Linked DNA regions of Ovis aries: region 2 is linked to region 1. Evidence: chromatin contacts called from public Hi-C data. All regions are on one chromosome and are shown on one strand. The core of a region is the stretch at or near the end of the contact, and the rest is flanking DNA. Distances in the headings are between cores, read along the strand shown. Region 1 holds the start of PIK3R2 (phosphoinositide-3-kinase regulatory subunit 2). Region 2 overlaps MAST3 (microtubule associated serine/threonine kinase 3).

Region 1 (7,656 bases), core at 2,402-4,901:
AAGCCCTCCCTGCCTTCTGAGGACCCCACTGCTGTCTCTCCCTCTAGCCTACCCTGACCTCACGGGGCTGGGGGTATCTGTGCCATCGTTACCCTCCTTAGACCAGACATCCTCTGAGGCTGAGGCGTAGGGGTGGAGAGTGGGTACAGGCAGAGGCAGGGCCCTTATTGGATAAATTCCTGGACCAGTGGGTGGATGGCTCATGGGATGGACAGATGGACAGTGGACAGGTACCTTTGGCCGAATGATTTGCTGGGGCATTTAGATAAGAAGTGGATGGAAAGGTGCTAGAGCTCTGATGGTTGAATAGGAGTTTACCGGATCTAAGCCAAAGGAAGAACCTGCGCAAAGGGAAAACCAGGCCTGATAGGTGACCACATGCCTGGAAATGATATGGGCTTTGCAGTCAGTCCCAGGACCCCACCTCGAGGCTGGGACATTGAGACTGGTGGCCTGACCCTCCCCTGTCACTCGCAGACACAGCGTCTCCACCCAGTGTATCCCCAAGTTCCAGCAGCCCTGCATCTCCAGCTGCCGCCGGCCACACCCGCCCCAGCTCCCTGCATGGCCTGGCCGCCAAGCTCGGGCCACCTCGCCCCAAAGCCGGCCGCCGCAAGTCCACCAGCAGCATCCCACCCTCCCCACTGGCCTGCCCACTTGTGCCCGCGCCCCCACCCCGCTCACCCTCACCCCTGCCAGGGCACCCGCCTGTGCCTGCCCGATCCCCAAGGCTGCGCCGAGGCCAGTCAGCTGACAAGCTGGGTACAGGTGAGCGACTGGATGGGGATCTGGGGCGCCGCAGCCGCGGCCCGGAGTCTGAGCTGGTGATCATGCGACGGCTGCATCTATCTGAGCGCCGAGACTCCTTCAAGAAGCAAGAGGCCGTGCAGGAGGTGAGCTTTGATGAGCCACTGGAAGAAGCCACTGGGCCACCCACCTTGGTGCCGCAAATTGCCGTGGAGGGCGCTGAGGCCGTGTCAGGAGCCCTTGGACCCTCTGGGAAAGACTAATCTACTTGGCCTCCCCCTGGCCTGGCAGTCAATGCATTTTCTGTGGAATGTGTTTTCCATAAACTGACACCTGGATGGAGACTGAGCCACCAGCCTCTGACATCTGAAAGAAGAGAGGCCATCACAGTTCTTGCCGGACGGTGTAGACAGTGCCTCCTTCATGTTCTGGAGCTGGTCGATCAGGGGCCCGTAGGGGCAGGAATGGGAGACTAGGGTGGCATTGTAAATAGCAGCAGATCCCTGCAACTAATTTATTACTTTTTATAAGCGACAGTCAGACTGAGTCACCACCTTAAGGCGGCTGCCCAGGTCTTGCCCCAGGCACCTGGGACCCATCTGTAAACCCTGCCCCCCCGGGCTGAGAAGGAAGCACTTTGGACAAGTCAACGCGTGTTCATGTTTTATGGTTTTTCTGTTCTTTTAAAGTTTTTTTGTGTGTGTGTTACTTGATCCCATCCCTGACTCAAGACCCATACATTTGAAGGGATGCAGCCTAGCTTATCAGTCCAGGCCCAATTTGGATGACTTGGAGAGTCTGTAGACAATTCCCCTCCACCACAAAACAAAGTAATTCTGATGATGGACTGGATTCTGCAGGCCACTTGCCACTATCATGGCTTCCATCTCTAGGCCAGCCTTGCTAGAGTCTGCCTCCAGTTCTATAGGCTTAGGGGTTGTGGGAACTGGGGCTTTGATGTATGAGTAGAAGTTCACCAAATATAGACAGAGGAGTCATCCACTTCACAGGCAGACACTGATGCCCCAGGAGGCAGAGGCCTCAAAGGGTACTGCCAGGGTAGGGGAAGAATGTCCACCCTGGACAAGAATTTTTTGTATTTGATGCCTACCAGGGTGAGAACTTGACGATGATGTGTCTGAAACACCCCCTGGGAGGTGCCTTCGATATGTGACAGCCTTGCTGGGATGAAATCCGAATAAGAAAATCCAACCGGGGGGCAGTGAGGCCCAGGTTGCAATCTTGGCTTCACTGGCTCTGGGAAAATGGCTTCCCCACTCTGTGCCTCAGTTTCCTTGTGTTTACAAAACTAATACTAATGACTATTTATTAAGCACCTACTGTATGCCAAGCGCTTTTACTTGTGGCTTCTTCCTCAGTCAGCTTTGAGAAGGCTGGAGGTAGTGTCGTCCTCCCCATAACTAAGGCCTGGCAAGGGGCAAAGACATGCCCCACGCTTTCCTGGTAAGAGTCATGCAGCCAGCCCGTCCTGGGCATTGTCAAGGGAGCTGTGGAGAATCTGTTAGATACAGCAGACTCCGACTCCAACCCTCTCCCCTGAAATGCTGTGTGACCCACTGGGCATCTCAGAGCCTCCGTTTTCCACTGGGAGATGGCTAACGTAATGGCTGTGTCCCACAGGATAAGGGCACTTTCCAGGCTCTGCAGCCCACTCTGCGTTCCTTCCGGAGCCACCCACACAGCACTGCCTGGTGTTGGAGCTAGATCAAGGCTGTGCATGACTTTTGCTCCCGCCTTCCATCCTGGAGCTGACAGTGAATAAAAGCTCACATTTACAAAGAGGAGGTCCGATGTCTGGATTTCTGAGGGGCTGAGAAAAGGGTAAGGGAAGAGTGGGGTGGGGTCGGATGAAAATAGACCCTTGGCTCAAAGTCGCCGGAAGTGGGTTTGGAAGGCTGCTGGGAGCACCATTGAGATCCTTCTTGATGCCTTCTCTGATCCAGGTCTCCAGCTACCCTCTCCCGGTTGAGTACCTATCATGGGCTCTGTCCCTAAAAGCTTCCTACAGACACCGTCTGGGCCTTGAAACTGTGATAATGAACAAATAAACCATCTTTGTGACCTTTTTATACTGGTCTTCGCTTGGGCTGTGCCCTAAAATTCCCCTCACCACGTCGGAACCCAGCCTGAGTGCGTTCAGATTACTTTTGAAGTGTTAGGAAGGGTCGGAAACTGTAGCCACGCCCCTTATTTCCGAGTGTCTTCGGCTCTTTCCGGAAACAGTCATACGCCTGCGGGCCGGCATTGGGGTAGTTCTCTCCGCCCGCGAGTTAATTCAGTTGTTTCTAGACGCTCTGGGCTACCATGGAAACCCCGGCTTTGAAGCCTGATCCCTTCTCGGCCCTCAGCTTGTTTCCTGAAGCGTTCAGCTTTCTGTGGCGAGCCCGTTCCACCTAAATGCCACCTTCAGTTCCTTGAGCTCAGGGCCACCTCACTTGCTCTCGGGAGCCGTCCCTGCCTCGGCAGTTTCCGGAAGTGGGTAGTCGCCTCTGGATCTAAGTCCTCAGGGCCTCGTTTGGGGCCAAGCACACTTGGTTCTTTCCAGTAAGTTTCCGAAGTTTCGAGGCCCAGCCTGTTTTGCGAGTCCGGCTGGAGAGCGCTCGGCCGTTTCCGGAATCTCAGGCATCTCAGTACAGCCCAGTCTAGCCGGGTCCAGCCTGCGAGTGACTCATCTGATCCGATTGTGTTCGACTGTTTCCGGAAATGATCGGCTGTCTCTGGCCACGTTCCCCCCACGTTCCCCTCCAGTCCCGCGGGAGTACGTTCGGCTCTTTCCGGAAGCAGTCGGGCGTCCTCTGGCCCCACCTCGGCCCCAGATCACCCGCCCGGCCCGAATGCACTCGGCCATTTCCGCCGGGGGGCGGGCCCGACCGTTCGGAACCGCGGCGGCAGCGGCGGAGGCGGGGATCCCGCGGCTGCGGCGACGGCGGCCGCGGTGAAGCCACGGGTCTGGCTCGGTTCGGCGTGACGGTGGCCGCGGCGGCTGCGGTGGCGGCTACGACCAGGTAAGTGTGAGCTGTCCGCGTGGCAGGCGGGGTTGAGGGTGCGCTCAGATGCGGGGCGCCCAGGCAGAGTATGGGGCCGCGGTGGAAGCCGGAACGCGAGCAGGGCTGCATCGGGCCCCGCGGGAACTGGGGGCCGCAGGGAGCGGGAGGCCTCGGGCTCGACCTGGCCCTGGTGCAGCCTGCCCTGGAAGATGAGGGTGGAACGGCGAACTGTAGGCAGAGAGAAGGGGTTGGAGCCGCGGCCCTGAATTGAGGGAGGCCCTGCCGGGAGTGGGGCGTCGAGCAGTAAAGAGGGGGCGCCCAGGCATTGTGTAGGGCATAGTGGGGTGGTGGGGTGCAAGACGGTAGAGGGTCGACTGCGCTCTGGCCCCCGAGCTGGGCTTCGGGGTCCACGCAGGCCCGAGTGCGCATTTGCACACGCGTGAGCTCGCAGGCCCTGCATCCTCCGCCAAGCCCCCAGCCTGGCCCCTCCACCCCGCCTCTTGGATTCGGGGAGCGCTGGTTCCCAGGCGCGCACACCGGGGCGTGTGCAGACGTGTGCACGGCAGGGCGCGGAGGCGGGCAGGCAAGCGGATTCAGGCGGTTTTCTGGACGTCTCTGTCGCTGGGCCTCAGTTTCCCCATCTGTAGAATGGGGGACCAGGGGCCAGGGAGTGGATATGTTGGGGCGTCCCGGAATGTGGAGCTTGTGCCCAGTACTTGGACACCTCTAGCGTTTCCCTGTGGTCGACGGATAAAGCCTGACCCTCTACCTGGCCCCCAAGGCCCTGCCTGGCCTGTGGCTTTCTTAAGGCCACTCTGAACTCTTGACAAGTATTTCTTGCCGTCAAGCCTTTGCCTGTACTAGTCTTTCTGACCAGCGCTCCTCCTGTCCTCTGTGAGGAACCGCCTTTCAGAAAAGCACCGCCCCCCCCCCCACCCCACCCCCAATCTCTCAGGAAGACCCAACCTGCAGGGCTGTGATTGAGAATGTGTCTGTGCTGGGCCATATCTCCCAGGATTGGTGACTCCTTGGGGGTGATCATTGCCCCTGCATGCAGCAGCCACCCGCTTGGCAACTGCAGTGCCGTCCTTCCTGCTACCCTTTCCCAGCTCCATGTCTATTCTGGGGCTAAGGCCCTCTTGGATTCCCACCAACCCTCTTCTGTTTTAAGTACCTACTGTGGGCCTGAAGCTGAGACATGTCAGGAACCACCCGCCGCCCCCACAGCGCCCCGTTCTCTCCTCCCCCTGCAGAGATCAGAGATCCATTTGCTTGGACTCACCTTTGCTTGTGCTATGACATCTGCTTGGACTTCATTCCCTATCCCTTTTGGCCCCTGCCGCCTCTTACTGCGCTCAGCCATCCCAGCCCCTCCTCAGGGCTCCACAGCACACTGAACATCATCTCCCATTACACCCTGCACATTACGCCCTGAGCATTCAGGGTTTAACTGGCCATTGGGGATGGATGCATCCTGGGCCTTGTGAAAATGAGCTTTTCAGTCCTGGCTTCCTGGCCCACTGAATGGTCCAACAGAGACCTGCTTACTCTGAGCCTTAGTTTCCCCATCTCTAACAGGGGCGAAGAAAAACTTGTTTACTGAACTTGCAGTGTGCCCAGGGCAGATTCTTGGGAGCTCTGTGCCCAACAACCCCAAGGGAGGGCTATTCACCCATCTTACAGCTGGGGAAACGGAGGCCCAGAGAGGTGCAGGGACTGACCCAAGGGTACCCAGTTAGGGGACTCTAACCTGGGATTTGGGTTTGGCTCTGAATTGAGGGTGGCAGGAGTTCAAACCGACTCATGCTGCCCCGCCCCTCTCCCCCTAGGTCGGTGTCCCGAGCCGAGCATGGTGACAGCCTGTGCCCTCGGCCCCCTCGCCTGGCGCAGCTGGAAGAGCCGCCAGCCTCGGGAGCCGATGGCCCCCCACGTGAGGGAGTGAGCAACCTGGCCCCACCCTACGGATTGAGGGGGGACGCAGCAGCTGAGTGACCTGAGATCAGGCTGCCGACCCCCTCCCACCAGTTGACGAATGGTGGAACAAGCAACGAGTGACCCTTGTTAGGGTCGTGAAATAATGGTGGGAAGCAAAGCGTGAGCATCCCAGGTGGTCGCCTGTAACTTCTTGGTGGAAATCGAAGCCTGAGTCCCCAAGCCCATCCATCGGACCCTCCCGGCCCCCCACCCCGGGCTGATGGGGCCACTGGGGCCCCAAGCAGCCACCTGACCATCCAGACCCCACCCTGCCAGCCATGGCTGGCCCTGAGGGCTTCCAATACCGTGCATTGTACCCATTCCGCCGGGAGCGGCCGGAGGACCTGGAGCTACTTCCGGGTGATGTGCTGGTGGTGAGCAGGGCCGCCCTGCAGGCGCTGGGCGTGGCCGAGGGCAACGAGCGCTGCCCGCAGAGCGTCGGCTGGATGCCTGGCCTCAATGAGCGTACCCGGCAACGCGGTGACTTCCCTGGCACCTATGTGGAGTTCCTGGGGCCCGTGGCCCTGGCCCGGCCTGGCCCTCGCCCACGTGGCCCCCGCCCACTGCCCGCCAGGCCCCGAGACGGGCCCCCTGAGCCAGGTGAGCAGCAGATTGGGCCCCTGGCAGGGATGAGGGAAACCGAGAGTGCCCCCAGACCCTCAGTTTCCTCTTTCCCATGAGGCGATGGTGCTTCTCCCTGGAGAGGAGGAATGAGGATATCTGATTGGTTGGCAGATGTCAATTACACTGCTATGGAGGGCTGGGTGCAGTTTGTGGCTGGGCACCCAGAGGCGGACACACTAGCCTCGCCCTGCTCTCACGGGGCTTCTGGTTCAAGAAGTGAGAAAAAGGTGATCAAGTGATATCAGCTGCCGAGAGAAAGACGCCTCTCAGAGAGTAGGGGGAGAAGGCAGCAGACATAGCAAAGACAAAGGCCCTAAGGGAATGTCGCAGCAGGTTCAGGGAGCCAGCCCTGACAAGTGAAGCAGAGTGAAGAAGGGGCCAGGTCCTCCCCTTGGATTTCATGGGGTTGGTTTTGAAGACAATAGGGAGTGTCCAGTAAGATTCAGAGGCTCAATTTAACTTCATCTTGTGGCTTGCAGACGGAATCCCTTGAGAAACCCGCCCCCCTTTGTTGTAACCCTGGTTTTCTGATTTCCAGAATGATGGGAGCCAAAAAGCCCAAAGGTGGGCTACTCAGCCGAGGCCACGCAGCACAGTGGCGTGTGAGGATGCTCCATCCCTTTCAAAGAGACCCTCGGCCACTCCTCCCTCCAAAGAGCATGCTGGGAGTGGAGAACCAGGGCACTGAACATACATTGTGACTGCATGCCAGGCTGTATGCTGGGCAGGGAAACCGAGGCGCAAGTTGTAGGAAGGAGGCCGATGAGTGCTGAGCACCCAGCGTGGTCTGCCTCATCGCTCATGGTGGCCCAGCGTGGCCCCGTGTACACATGGGGAGACCAGGGTGCCAGGAAGTCGAACCACTCGCTCAGGGAGTCACCCAGTGAAGACCAAAGCCTTGAGAGGCACCATGGCCCCTCCCAATGGCCCGCCTGGTTTTGTGCCCAGGGGACTCTGATGCCCAAAGAGGGTCAGCTCAGAGTCCCCACAGCATGGAGTGGCATGGCGGGGTGCCGAGGCGGCATGCTGCAGGCTGGGGCTTTGCAGCATCTGGTGTCTCCAGAGCCTGTGCCTGCGTCCCGCCTCAGCCTGGAGGAGCGGGAGGCGGCCCCATCCGGGCTCCCCGCCAGAGTCTGCCTCTCCCCCTGGTAACAGCCGCCTCCCTCCTCTGCCTGGCCTGGGTCCAGCCACCACACACATCCCCACTCCCAGGCAGCCACCCAGCTCCGCCCTCTCAGTCTCCCGGGGCCACGTGACATGGGCCAGGGCCAGCCCTCTCCAGGCCTCGGTCTCCTCATCTGGA
Region 2 (7,656 bases), core at 2,006-4,505, 39 kb before region 1:
CTCCAGGTGAGGCCCCGTGCGAGCGGGCAGAGATCGCTGGTGGAGTGAACCTGCCTGGGTGCGGGATCCGGGCTTGGACGGACCGGGGGGAAGCCGAGGCAGAGGGAGGGGCGCGCTCCGGGGGCTCCCGCTTATGCACTCAAATCTCAAAGTGCTTTTCCCTAGGTGAGAAGAGGGTATGCCCATTTGCCATATGGAGAAACTGAGGCTCCTTGGGGGAAAGGGGCTGAGGGTTTCGCTCTCTCCAGCAGGAGCTCTAATAATACGAGCAACGACAGCCTTTGAGTGCTCATCGTATGTTCATGTCGTTGGTGTTAATCCTTTTACTAGTGATATGTTGTATTAATCTTTTTACTAGGGATATAGTAATATTAATTAATGTGTATTAATACGTGCTTCGTGCCTTCGCAGCGCCATCGCACCCCTGTCTCAGCTCACCTATAAGGCAAGATGGGGAGGCTGGGGCTGTCAGGCAGCCCTTTCATCAGACAAGGAAACTGAGGCTCCAGTCTAAGAAAGTCACAATCCCGAGGTCGCCCAGCGGCATGTAATTTGCCCACCCTTAACCAGCTCTCTGGTGCACCAGCCACTGCCAACTGGCTGTGTGGCCTGGGGTGTGGGGGCAGGGGCGGTGGGAGGCACTCTTGCGTCTCCGGACTTCAGTTTCCCCATTCGCTATAAGGGCCCTCCTTTTCTGACCCCTTGCCTCGGGTTTGTGTGGGGGAGGCTGCGCCGCGAGGAGATAAGAAAAAAGGCATCACAGCTAGCAGAGGCTGACATTCCAATGTGGGTGACCCCGGGCAGCACTCCTTTGATCTCTCTGGACCTCAGTTTCTCCGTCAGTTCAATGGGAATTTAGACAATCTAGCCCTTTCCCTGGAGCTTAGACCACAATGTAGAAGCCACCGGTTGCTAGTGGGGAAACCGGGATTCATCATTTACCCAAAAAACACTTATTGAGTGCCTACTGTAGTCTCCTGGCTCCAAGAGGCAGCAGTGGTGGTGAGGGGTGTTCACCCCTGGAACTGCCCTCCTGGATCTCCCAGCCTGTTGGGGGAGATGAATGCCTGAGCAGCAGTGACCCTGCCGAGGGGTCAGGTGCCATGGGGCACCCTCAGGCACCCCTGGAGAAGGTACCTGAATTGATGGTTGCCAGTGGCTTTGGGACAGAGAAGGCAGCCCCTGGTGGCAGGGCAGGGGGTTGGTGTTTGGGGAATGAATGAGGCTGAGAGAAGCCAGAAAGGACAGGGGAAATGGGTACTGAAGCTGAGGAGAATGGGGAAAGGCAGGCCTTGAACCTGGCTGCCAGACTGTGAACCTGTCTAAAGGTGAAGGGGGGTGCGGTCACCTGGATTTGGGTTGGGGAACAGGGAGGGTGTGGGTAGAGCTGAAAGGCAGAGACCCTGATGGCATGGGGAAGGAGGGGCAGGAGAAGGGCAGGGGTCATTGCCCAAGGCAAGAGCAGGGGGACTGTGAGCATAGACGAAGGGGTTCAGCTGGACTAGTGAGCACTGGGGAACCAGGCCCCGCCCAGAGCCCCAGATAGATTTGAGCCCCGCCCGCAGCCTCTTAAAATAGAGAAACTGCCTTCGGGTAGGCGAATGGGGGTGCAACTGACGTCAGAAAGTGGGGGCCTGTTCCATGGGGAGGAGGTACCCATTCCCTGAGGACGAATCCCATGTTACAAATGGGGAAACTAAGGCTCATAGAATCATAAGCTCTGTCCAGGTGTCCCAGTGGTTAACAGAATCAGGATCTGAACCCACACCGACCTAGCTCTCCCTCCAGACCAACCCCACATTGGCAGGACTCCATCCAAGGAGGTGAAGGGATGAGTAGGGATTGCCCAGGTGAGTGAGGGCAACCTGAGCAGAGGGAACAGCACGTGGAAATGCTCAGAGGTATGCAGACATATGTGTTTATGGGGCAAGCAGAGACCATTTCTTAGCAGCGGAACTGGGCACGTGAGATGGATTCATCTTCTTCTAGGGCTTCTAGCACTGATTTTGAAGAGGTTAGACTTTCTCCCTAGGGTGATTAGGAGCTGTGGAAGGTGCTGGAGCAGGGGAGGTCATGTCAGATCTGAGAGCTTTGAAAGACTCCTCTGGAGCAGGTGGGGGTCTAAAAAAGAGCCAGAAACAAGGAAAGCATCTTGTAAAGGACCAAGTAGGAGATAAAATGAAAATATTTTTTAAAATAACAGTAGGAGTGTAAATAAAACTGCTCACATTATGGGGCACCTACAAATGCTAAATGCTAAGCATGTATTTAAGTCTCCAACAGCCCAGGGGATTATTAGCTTTATTTATCAGAGGGGGAAACTGAGGCTCAGAGAGGGAAAGTAACAGCCAGGAAGTCAGAATTGAAATTCTAACTGGTCTGGCACTTGAGAGTGCAAAGATGTTGAGGGCTTCGATTTGGGGGATCAGTCACACACTCCTTCAGTTGGAGCCCTGAGCAGCCCCCCCATCCCACCTCCCCCCTCCCCATCAGGGGGCAGCCTGCTGATCAGAGTCAATCAAGTCAATCATTTATCCTGGAGGCTAATCTTTGCCACAGGTCAAAGAGTCAATTCATAAAAGTTCGGGAAAGTCATGAGCTGATTGAGCAGTCCAGACAATACATGGAGGTGTCTTGGCCAGTCTGACTGTGGCAATGCAGGGTATGCTGTTGGCTGAGTGGTTTTGTTGTTTAGTTGATAAGTGTGTCCAGGTCTTTGCAACTCCTTGGACTGTAGCCCAACAGGCTCCTCTGTCCATGAGATTTCCCAGGCAAGAATACTGGAGTGGGTTGCTTTTTCCTTCTCCAGAGGATCTTCCCCACCAAGGGATCAAGCCTTTGTCTCCTTCATTGGTGGGCAGATTCTTCATCGCTAAGCCACCAGGGAAGCCTGACTGAATACTAGCAGGTGATAAATAGGACCTGGCTTGGCCCCTGGGCCACCAGTTTGCCTTGGCTGTGGGTAAAGGGAAGAGGAGACTGGCTCTTCCTGGTTTGGGTTAAGCTCAGCCTTCTGTGTAGCGATTGTCGGCGCCAGTTAACATAAGCTGTTATTACTAGGATTACTACCACTATTAGTCTATCATTATTTTCTTTTCCCATTTGGCCCTTTGCTTCACCAATGACAGAATTTTATAACACCAGATCCCCAAACAGAGCATGCGGGGACAGAGAAATTGGCCAGTCTGTGTCTGGACTTTGTCTCTGCTGCTGCTGGGGAAGCTCCCTGGAAGGGCCATCTGGCATTCTCATGGCCCAGTTCCAACTATTCTCCTCCTCCAGGAAGTCCTCTGGCTGTGCCATGTGGTCCTTACTGATCTCTCTCTCTCTGCTCCAGCTGCCGCCTTCCCGTGAGACTTGGTCCTACCGGGCTGAGTCCCACCTCCACCCTACTATCTCCCGTTAGCCTGCTGGTCCAACTTGAAGACCCCTCCAGGAAGTCTTTTGGCTCTCCACTCCCTCTAGCCCCTTCTCTTCCTCTGGGTCCTTGCTAGTGCCTCCAGTATGGGGGTGTCCATGCCTTCCCCTGTCTCCTTCAGACTGGGGATTCCTCCAGGTGGAGCTGAGGCTTCTGGTGAAGAGGCAGCATCACCCAGCCCAGAAGCGGATACCATAAATATTATCTTTAAAGGGCGGTTCCAGGGGGTTGGACCCCTCCCCGCCACCTCCACCCCCTTTCTAGGCGAGAACCACTCCCTCTTTCTAGGCGAGAACAGCTGGCAAAGAGGAGGTTGAAGGCAGAAGCAGATGGTGCAGGGAGCAGAGGGTCCGGGGGTGGTTCCGGGAGAGTTCCATGTGGGCCCAGCATTCCACTGAGCCTATGCAGGGAGCTACTGACCTTCCCTCATCTCTCTTTGCCACTTCACATCTTTTTGTATTTTGGAAGTAAATTAAAATTTGTGGATTAATTGTGAATTATCAACCTCACAAAACAATTGTCTTGGCTTCTTTTTATCAAAGCCTCCCCCAGCCCTAAGCCTGACAGGGCCCCATGTAACTGGACCATTTCCAAACAAGGAAACTGAGGCTCAGAGGGATGAAGTTGTTTGGCGAAGATCATACAGCCCAGATTGAGGAGCCAGACTGGGAACCAAGGACTGTGAGGGTTTTAGAAGGAATTGGCTGGGATAGGGGGGTATGTGTGTGTGTGTACACGTGTGGGCACAGCAAAAACCCCTGAGCTCAGATCCCAGCTCCTCCCTGTTTTGCCGGTTAGTAGAGGAAGGAGGAAGCCGGCATAAGAACTCACAACAATTGGAGGGGGCCAGTGGAGCCCCGAATGGTGGTGGGTCTGGGACCGTTTGCCCCACACGATACTGAGCTCTCCATCCCCGGAGGTATTCAAGCAAACAAGGAGACTTCAGGTTGGCAGGTGAGCCTCCTCCCATCTTGAAGGGCTCTGACTTGATTTTCTGATCTCAAGGTAGTTGGGGTCCAGCCTCGGGGCTTCGCCCTATCCCTGCAGATCCATCTCTTCCTCTGCCTGGAGACCCCGCCAACCCTTCCTAGCCCTGTCATCTCGGCGCCCAGCAGCTTCCGGCCCCCTCCAATTGGCAGCGGGGGCTGATGACGTCATTGTTGCCATGACGAACGCCCAACTCTAGATGTGGGCAGCCCTGAACCCACCGAGATAAAAATAGTTGTGTATCCTCAACGCTACCGCCCCAGCGTGTGTGTTTGTGTGTGGTGTCCAGAGACCTGGATTCCCGACCCTGCCTCAGTCAAGAGATGTGGGCAGCTGCTGCCCTCCGCGCCTCAGTTACCCTGCCTGTAAAAAGGCCTCTGTTCCTGGTACGTAGTGGAGGCTCAGTGATTGTGAGTAAAATTTAGCCGGTATTGCGATCGTCTGCGAAGGCCCTTGCTAAGTTCAAAAATAACACAACAACCCACGACGGTAATAATTTCTGATCATTTTTACCCCAGACCCCGCTTTACAGTGTCTCCACATTACACATGGGGAAACCAAAGCACAGGGGCTACCAACCACTTGGCTCAGGGTCCCACTGACAGGAAAGAAGAGATAATAGATCTGGACCCAGGTCTGAGTGTCCTCGGATTCTAAACTTGTGCTACACAGCCTTTTGAGAATTAAAAAGTCCTCTTGGGCAAACCACATTTGAGGGTGAACTCTGGGATCCCAGTGGACCCCAAGCATAGGGATTTCTTGTATACGGTAAGGACACCCAGGATTGGTGCAGATCAGCTTGCTGAGCTCTGCATCTTCAGTAGGGTGTGTGCCCCCAGCCCCCATTGATGACCAGGACACGAACCTGCCTGGATTTTGCAGAGGGTGAGCAGAAATGGCTTTCAGATCTGGGAGGGCACAGGGTAAGGATGATGCAGGAATCTCCCTTTCCTCAAATGTTGTTGTCCAGTCGCTAAGTTGTGTCTCACTCTTTGTGACCCCATGGGCTGCAGCACCTCAGGCTTCCCTGTCCTTCACTATCCCCCAGAGTTTGCTTAAATTCATGTCCATTGAGTTAGTGATGCTATCTAATCATCTCATCCTCTCCCACTCTCTTCTCCTCCTGCCCTCAGTCTTTCCCAGCATCAGTGTCTTTTCCAACGAGCCAGCTCTTCGCATCAGGTGGCCAAAGTACTGGAGCTTCAGCTTCAGCATTAGTCCTACCAGTGAATATTCACAGGTTGATTTCTTTCAGGACTGACTGATTTGATCTCCTTGAAGTCCAAGAGACTCTAACGAGTCTTTTCCAGCACCACAATTTGAAAGCATCAGTTCTTCGGCTCTCAGTCTTCTTTCCTCAGTAGAATATTAGCATTAATATTTAGCCACTACTGATATAGTTATTTGTTAAATCAACTAATTTATTTTAAATAATGAAGTTATTTTTAATGTAAGGAGTCTGAGAGGGCTTCCTGGAGGAAAGGATGTTTGAGCTGAGAAGTGAAGGATGAACATCAATTAACTAGCACGGGAAGGGAGGGAAAGTGGTCCCGACAGAGGATACAGGTGGTGCAAAGGCCCTGAGGCAGGGCTGAGTTCAGTGTATGGGGTGAGCAGAAAAGAGGCATTGGTTGGAACAGGGTGAACAAGGGGCCAACTGGGAGATGAGGTGAGTGGAAGGCTAGGGAAGTGAGGGGTTTGTCTCCTTGGGAATGACTCCTGTTTTCTTTTCAGAAGGAGCTGAGCCTACCACGCCGGGGACGTGGGTGAGTTCATCTTGGGCCAGTTGGCTGGGTGGAGCCCTATGGTCCTGGGCACAGATATTTCAGTGGCAGCATCTGAATTGTGAATTTATTTAATAATTACTACAAAGCTTCTCACCTTGATCCTGCCCTGCCCCCCTTTCCCCCTGGTGTTTGCAAAGTACTTCACAGGCACCTCACCACAGGCTGGGAGGTGAGGTACACATCATGCCAGTTTGCAAACAGGAACCTGAAGTGCATCAGGGTTGCATCACTGGCCAAAAGCATCCAACTTGAAAGGGTGGTTTCCAGAGTCCAGACTGTAAAATTCCAATCTGGTGTCCTGGAATCGGCTTGCATGCCTCCCATGACAGAAAGCTCATTCTATTTCAGGGAACATCGGTGGACAATCATACAATTCAGGGTCACGTTAATGTTCCTGGCGGTTGGCATTGTGAGATCCCTCAGACTCAGAGAAGATTTGTTAAATGTCCTCACTGGCTTGTTGATGTTGCTTAGTCGCCAAGTCACGTGCCACTCTGTGACCACCTGGACAGTAGCCCACCAGGCTCCTGTCCATAGGGTTTCTCAGGCAAGAATACTAGAGTGGGTTGCCATGCCCTTCTCCAGCGGATCTTCCTGACCCAGGGATCGAATCTGCGTCTCTTGTGTGTCTTGAGTTGGCAGGCAGATTCTTTATCACTGAGCCATCTGGGAAGCGCCCAGGTTTACACAGGCTTATCTGGGCTTCCCTCTAGCTCAGCTGGTAAAGAATTCGCATGCAATGCAGGAGACCCCCCGCAACATAGGAGACGCAGGATTGATCCCTGGGTCAGGAAGATGGCTGAGAAGAGAATGGCTACCCACTCCAGTGTTCTTGCCTGGGAAATCCCATGGTCAGAGAGCCTGGTGGGCTACAGTCCATGGGGTCACAAAGAGTTGGACACGAGTGAAGCCGCTTAGCACACTTAGCAGCATCGGTGGGAAAACCAAAGTCCAGGAAGGGGACTTTGAGGGGAGGGGTTTGCCTTGTGCTTGTGGTCTGGGGAAGTATGATGGCAAACACTGCCTCTGGAGGCTTGGAAGCTGTGTTTGGCTGAGTTGCGGGTGGGAATTCCCTTGCGCCTCAGTGAAATCACTCCCTCAGCAAACTTCTTTTGAGTATCTACTGTGTGCTAGGTTCTGTTCCAGGCACAGGCGACAGGGTGAGAAGTTAATGCTGGACCCTGTCATGCAGCTCGCACTCTCTTGGATGAAATGATGAAGTGATGTTCTATAGCATGAGTGTGTGTGTGTGTGTGTGTGTGTGTGCGTGCGTGTGCGTGTGTGCGTGTGTGCGAGCGCGCCGCTCAGTCATCTGATTCTTTGCGACCCCATGGACTGTAGCCTCCCAGCTTCCTCTGTCCATGGGATTTTTCAGGCAAGAATCCTGGAGCGGGTTGCCATTTCCTCCTCCAGGGGATCTTCCTGACCCAGCGATTGAACCCCTTGTCTCTTGGTCTCTTGCAT

Evidence for each region. Hi-C and Micro-C count contacts between places; a contact is called where the count stands out from the background.
Region 2: a Hi-C map of liver shows a contact between it and region 1, with 2.4 times the contacts expected there. The contact joins the enhancer-like site here to the promoter of PIK3R2 in region 1. A contact is called at or near these places in 12 of 16 Hi-C or Micro-C datasets (blood, hypothalamus, liver and 5 more).

Annotation. Positions count from the first base shown.
Region 1 is chr5:4,838,186-4,845,841 of ARS-UI_Ramb_v3.0, reverse strand. PIK3R2 (phosphoinositide-3-kinase regulatory subunit 2) reads left to right here and starts at 3,651. Exons shown (of 14, transcript XM_042249644.2): 1 at 3,651-3,773; 2 at 5,585-6,329. The coding sequence starts at 6,008. It overlaps MAST3 (microtubule associated serine/threonine kinase 3), which reads left to right. Exons shown (of 29, transcript XM_042249637.2): 29 at 478-2,549. The coding sequence ends at 1,010.
Region 2 is chr5:4,876,955-4,884,610 of ARS-UI_Ramb_v3.0, reverse strand. It overlaps MAST3 (microtubule associated serine/threonine kinase 3), which reads left to right. Exons shown (of 29, transcript XM_042249637.2): 3 at 6,140-6,171. Among named protein-coding and RNA genes, the nearest start is that of MAST3, 12 kb to the left of the region's middle. Within about 2 kb of position 3,255, at least 2 of the 54 cell types and tissues checked have an H3K27ac peak or open chromatin away from gene starts, as enhancers often do. A contact at or near this core is called in liver, where this site is marked.